Regions from separate parts of the Zea mays genome. Here region 2 is linked to region 1. A link is a contact called in public Hi-C data. All regions are on one chromosome and are shown on one strand. Each heading gives the region's core, a stretch centred on a gene start, on an enhancer-like site or on the middle of the called end of the contact. The rest is flanking DNA. Distances are from core to core; before and after follow the strand shown. Region 1 holds the start of LOC100284306 (Ethylene response factor). Region 2 holds the start of LOC100502415.

Region 1 (2,935 bases), core at 389-2,888:
TGCCCATTTGCCCCAAGGCCGCTGCCTGATTCCCCTGTACTGGTTCTTCCGGCCGCGCTTTTTTACTGCTCTATCTCCTTGGACATCCTTTGGAGGAGGAGTCATCACGCCATCTATAATAAAAAGACTGTCGTCTATCAGTCAGTCCGTCTCAACAAAACGTATCTAGCATGAATTGTTTGTTTGTTTGTAATCAACGAATAGCTACTCTACTTGTTTGTAGGGTAGTTTGTTCGGGTTGCTGAATTGGAGAAAAAGTAGCAAACAACAAAGAGGCTGAAGCATAAATAATGTCATTCTCTCAGGAAAAAAAGAAGAAGAGTCAGCTATGAAGATCCATCAAGATCTTCAAATACTACAGGTTAGAATACCCTTTTGGCCTCCTTACCTACTTAATTAATCAAGTTCAGAATCATGATCGTGTAAATTAGAAGCGCTTAAATTCTTATCTAACCCGGATCTAAACAAATAAAGTTGACAGATAATAAAGAAGCTTCGACCTGAAGGATCTATATAAGGAGATAACAGTTAGCAAGGGAAAAATTCCAGAAATTATTCTCAACTTAACTAAACATCATATTCGGAATAAGATGGCCAATTCCAACACAACTAAACTCAACACGCCCTAACATAAATAAGTACTTATTTTCATAATCGCTCAATAGATCATTTGTGCTAATCGTATAATATATATATACAAAAAAAATTCAACAAATCCGCCTTGCTTAAATCCCGAGCTAACACAATGATCTAGGCATAACACAGAGCAAAGCACATGGACTACATTAAGAACTAGTATAGTAAATAATTTCACAGTTCGTAGCATATATCACTCCATACTGAGAAGCTAGCGGATTGCATACAAAATACCAAGGCTGAAAAGGCTAAGCCAGAGAATTGAACAGCCTTGCCCACTCCATGGCTAAAGGCTAACCAGAGAAATGAAGACAAAATTTCCCTGCTTGGCTGCACCGCAAAGGAACCTCGGCTATCTCATCAACAACCAAAGGAGATTCGAGAAACAGCGCCGCAAAAGAGGCATCTTTCTTTCGCCCGTCCAAGAAGTGTGTGTGTGCGATTGTGCGCGCGCGCGATATACATATAAGGAGAAAACGAAGTAGCGACTTTAATGCGGTGCTCACCAACTGCCGCCTTGGCCGCGGTGGCGAAGGCAAACCTCGTCGGCTCCGGCGGAGGAAGCTCCTGGACCTCGGGGTCGCCGCCTTCGCCGGCGCTGTCCACGTCATCCTCGCCGAGGCCGCGCTCGAACTCGCGGAAGTCGGCCTCGAAGTCCTCCTCCTTGTCCTGGGGAGCTCCCTTACTGCCGGGCCCCGGCCATAGCAGGTCCGCAGTCACACGGCACCGCTGCTGCTGCTGCTGCTGCTTCTTGGCCGCCGCCGCCGCCGCCGCCACCCCGGACGGCGGGATGAAACCCGAGAGGATGGCGCCGCCGCACATCGCCGCAGCGGGGTGGTGGTGGATGGATGGATGGATGGATTATTGGTTGGGCGGACCGGGAGTGTAGGGCACGAGCGGCACAGTGACGAGCTGGGAAAAGGAGGCCACGCAAGATCTTCGCGGTTGCGGTGCGGCTCGGCTTTGCCTGGTCCGCTAGTTCCTCTGGTGAGCGAGGGAGTGGGGGTGGGACTTGGGAGGCGGAGTTGGGGAGATGGTAGCTAGCCGTGGCCGTGCTACTTAAATAATCGGAAGCGACGCTGACGCACTACTGGACAGAGACGCCAAAGGAGATAGCTGCGGTGGGGCCCGCGCCACTCTCCTCCTGCCGCCTCGCGTGTGTGCTGTTGCTGCTGCGGCCCCGGCTCGCTTCGGCGCAGTCATCTTTTTTTCCTCGCCACCATGGTTAGGTCCAACCATATCTCCTCTTTTACCGAAGCAAAATCCCATTATATAGTTATTTATTAAAGAGAGGAAAAAGAGTACGACCCCCACCACCACCACACACACGTGACAGTTGCGATCAAAACATGATTACCATGGTGATATATTTTTAGACGCAAAAAAATAAAATTTGTTTAAATATGTCTAGAATTTTATTCTTATAATAAAATATCAAAAGTACTTTAATAAAATGTTATTTTATATTAAGTATTATTTGGAAACGGAGGTTGGCTAGCAGGTACACTTGCTTTAATGTATTCCAACCAGAGCCTATTGCATGCTATCAAAACAAAACATAGTGGTGCTAAAATAAAAGTTACACTTTCTCTGTCCCAAATTAAAATTCGTATTAGTTTTTTAATGGATTTATACATCATTTGGTGTAGGTGTCTTATACATATATTTAAATTCATCACCACCCAGAATATAAACATAAAAACCAAGAGCTAAAATAGATACTAATTTGGTTCGGAGGGGAGTATAAAAAATGACTATGTTTAATATAATGCTTGTACATTGTGATGTCACACTAATTATATTTGATGATATAGTAATTATTGTACGACACGTGAGAGTCAAGTGGTAAGCCAGTGTGATAGACACTCCCTACAAAAAATTAAAATTAAAGTGCACCCTCTCAAAAAAATGGACATATGACCCACATACCAAAATATTAAACTGTAAATATTGCTTTATCTTAGACAAAAGGCCGAAAAATATATGGGTTGAAAAAGGAGACTTGTCCCTTTTTTATATCTAACTCGGCCGCTATTCTCCTTCAGCTAGCGAGGTGTATCTTCGTGTTGTGTTGGGCTTGGTGTTTTTTCACGATCCATCTAGGAGGTAACGTCCACGTTATGACGATGCACAATTACGATGGACCGCACGTTATATTAGAAAGAAGTGCAAGGACTTTTTTGCAAAAGGAATGACGGTGGAAACTAAAAAACTGGTGCTTTTAAAGGAGTACCGAAAGGCAAAGAAATATGGGTTGAAAAGGAGATTTGTCCCCTTTTTATATGTAACTCGTTTGCTC
Region 2 (2,952 bases), core at 24-2,523, 790 kb before region 1:
AGCTCCTCCTTGGTGATCCGCTCCAGGTTCTGCCGCCGCCGCCGCGCCAGCGCGTCGAAGATGCCCACCGCGAACTCCTTGGAGTCCACCATTCCTGCAGTTTGGGCGTGGAGCGCCATAAGATCGCGGATAAGGACGTCGCAATTACAGTAGGATCGAGCTGTTTCCTCGCGTGTGCGGAGGATAACAATGTGAACTGCAGGCAAGAAGCAGCAGCGGCGTCGAGTGTGGCCGTACCGATGCATTCGCCGAAGTCGTCGCGGGAGAGCAGCCCTTCGCGGGCGAGGTCGTTGAAGCGCTCCTCGACGCGGCGCCAGAGCTCGGCGGCCTCGACGGAGCCCGTGGTGCGGCTGATGAAGCGGAGGCCCTTGAGCGCGCGCCTGGCGCCGGCGCGGGACCGGTTGAGCTGCGCCTGCTCCCGCCGCCGCTCGCGCGCCGCCATGGCGGCCTCCCGCTGAAGCTCGGCGGGCGTGGGGCGGTACGGGGACGGGGAGGGCGACGGCGACCGGAGCCACGCGAACTTCTTCCGTATCCGCGACGACGTCGACGAGCACCGGCTCAGGCGGCCGCCGCCCTCCGAAGGCGCGCGGCGCGGCGACGGCGACACCCCGAGGACCCCCGCGGACGGCGGCGCCGGGAGGGAGGCGGCGCCGTAGAGCGCCGCGCTGGTGGGCGTGACGCTGCGCACCACCATGGACTCCTCGTCCAGCTCCAGCATGACCTCCACCAGGTCCCCCTGGTCCGCCAGGAATGCCGGCAGCATGCCGCCGGCGCCGCCGCTCCCGGCGGCGGCGGCGGCGAAGAACTCCTCCCCATAGGCGGTAGTGTAGGACTCGTTGTCGGAGGCGTCGGTGGCTGTGGTGGTGGTCTGGTCGTCCGCCAGGTAGTCCGCGATGCGGCGGTGGCCGCTGCGCCGGGCGTTGCTCCCGCGCGACGGCGTCCACATGGCGGCAGCCGCGGCGCGAGAGCTGTCCTCCTCTCCGAGGCACAGCGGTGGTTGCGCCCCGCCACGCCTGGCCCTTTTATTATCTTACCCGTAGTCTCCCAGTCCGCTCCGCAATGCGTCCGTCAGCCAGCTATCCCGTTCCCGTGGGCAGGCACCACCGCACCAGGCAGGCAGGCAGGCGGGCGGCACTGCGGCAGCGGCTGGGCGGTGGCCGGTGGGCGGCCCACGCCCGGGCAAGTGATTCCTTCGCGGGCGCGGCCTCCTCGTGCTTTTTTTTCCCCTCTCGTTTGCTTCGCGGTGCGGTGCTCCGCTACCTATTGGCTATTGCGTTCCGCGGTTCTGCCACGGCGCTCGGCTAGCCGCTTTATCAACGAGTGCCGAAGCGAGCAGCGCTTTTTGGAGGCAAGGCTGTGACTGGGCTGGGCTGGGTGGGTGGGTGGGTGCGGCACACCCCAAAACGAAGCTCCATGCGCCACGAGTTTGCGATGCGGTGCTCGGTTCGGACGTGGGAGACGCGGTCGGTGGGCTGGTCTGATGTGGATTTGGAGAACCTCAGACAGACGCTTCCAAACGAGCGAGATGCGGTGGTCAGTGCGGCGCGGCGCGTTCCTTGTTGGCAAAATCAGACCAAAATCCAGCATGGTCCACTGTTTATGGTGTGAGTGGTGAGCTTCAAACACGCAAAGGAAGGGTCGTTTCGGATTGGCGGATTATGGTGCGAGTAGATACAGATTTGCTAAGGTCAGCCTCAATAAGGTTACAAAGTTTCGTAATAGTTTTATAGTCATTAAATAAACTGATATCATGTAGCATCTGTTTAGAAGCAAAGTTTTTTAATACCACAGTTTTACAATACTAATTTTTTTAATGCTATATCATAAACAAAATATTTCAATACCATAATTTTGCAATACCATAGTTTCACACGCAACAAGGAAAGACATTGGTCTAGACCAAATTTTTCAATACTATGGTTTTACTATAGTATTCATAATAATGTGGTTTTTAATATATAGTTTTTAAAACATTTACCAAACATCTTTCTGTATAAAATATCAAAGTCTTGTTAAATACCATGGTATTGCATGGAACTATAAAAAAAACTTTGCTGAGCATAATAGTAACAAAAAAGTGATATAACACAAAGGTATCTAATGTTAATACCTTTGTGTGGTGCCATGTAGCAATATTGTGCTTTGCTGAACGAGCTACATTGTATATAACTAATAACTGAATATAAAAATATAAATATGTAGTTGATATTTACCCATGGTATTTAAGTACAATAACTGATTATCGATGATTGGTTTTAGTTTAGTGTTGACTAACCTCATGTAGTGAGTATAATGTTGTACAATACAACTCTTGACTCGTGATGTGTAGGTGTGAAGCACATAGATGAGGTTAAGTGAGTTCATGCTGATGGACTAGAGTGGTGGAGGACGGACGCTCAGACTTCAATTGAGGAATTGGAGAAACCGAAGCAATGAGCGTGATGGTTGACACCTAGTGAATCAACAAGTGCAAAAGGTAGATGGAGGAACATATCATGTTAACCAAGTCAAGCAAATACATTATATGACTTGGTGATTAGGCAATCATGGGCTGTCGGTGACACGTGTCGAGATCATGAACTGAGTGTATCATGTATGCTACTCATGAGGCGTATAGTGGTTTGGGCCTCAAAATCATCGAGCAAACAATTTCTTGGTTTTTGGTCTCAAAACCTGATTAAAATTTTGGTGGAAACATGAGGAGGTATATGGCATCATCGTGAACCTTGCGTCAAGGCAAAGCAAAGTCGTGAAGAGCCCATGACCACTGGATGCACGTTGGGATGTGTAATAGCTCTAAAAATAAGACATGAGGTTGTCCAACTAGCCATCTCTTCAATTTTATATCTCGAGTCATTCCTAGCCTAGGTCCTAGTTGTATGAGTTTTAATCTTTCATCCGGTTTTAGCTATTGAGATCTGCAATATGGAGTGAGTACTCTATTGTGTTATC

Evidence for each region. Hi-C and Micro-C count contacts between places; a contact is called where the count stands out from the background.
Region 2: a contact with region 1 is called in a Hi-C map of endosperm, with 3 times the contacts expected there. The contact joins the promoter of LOC100502415 here to the promoter of LOC100284306 in region 1. A contact is called at or near these places in 2 of 25 Hi-C or Micro-C datasets (bundle sheath and endosperm).

What each region holds. Positions count from the first base shown.
Region 1 is chr7:125,575,962-125,578,896 of Zm-B73-REFERENCE-NAM-5.0, reverse strand. LOC100284306 (Ethylene response factor) reads right to left here and starts at 1,638. Exons shown (of 3, transcript NM_001157201.2): 1 at 1,143-1,638; 2 at 1-113. The coding sequence starts at 1,458.
Region 2 is chr7:126,370,303-126,373,254 of Zm-B73-REFERENCE-NAM-5.0, reverse strand. It overlaps LOC100502415, which reads right to left and starts at 1,273. Exons shown (of 14, transcript NM_001365550.1): 1 at 238-1,273; 2 at 1-94. The coding sequence starts at 946.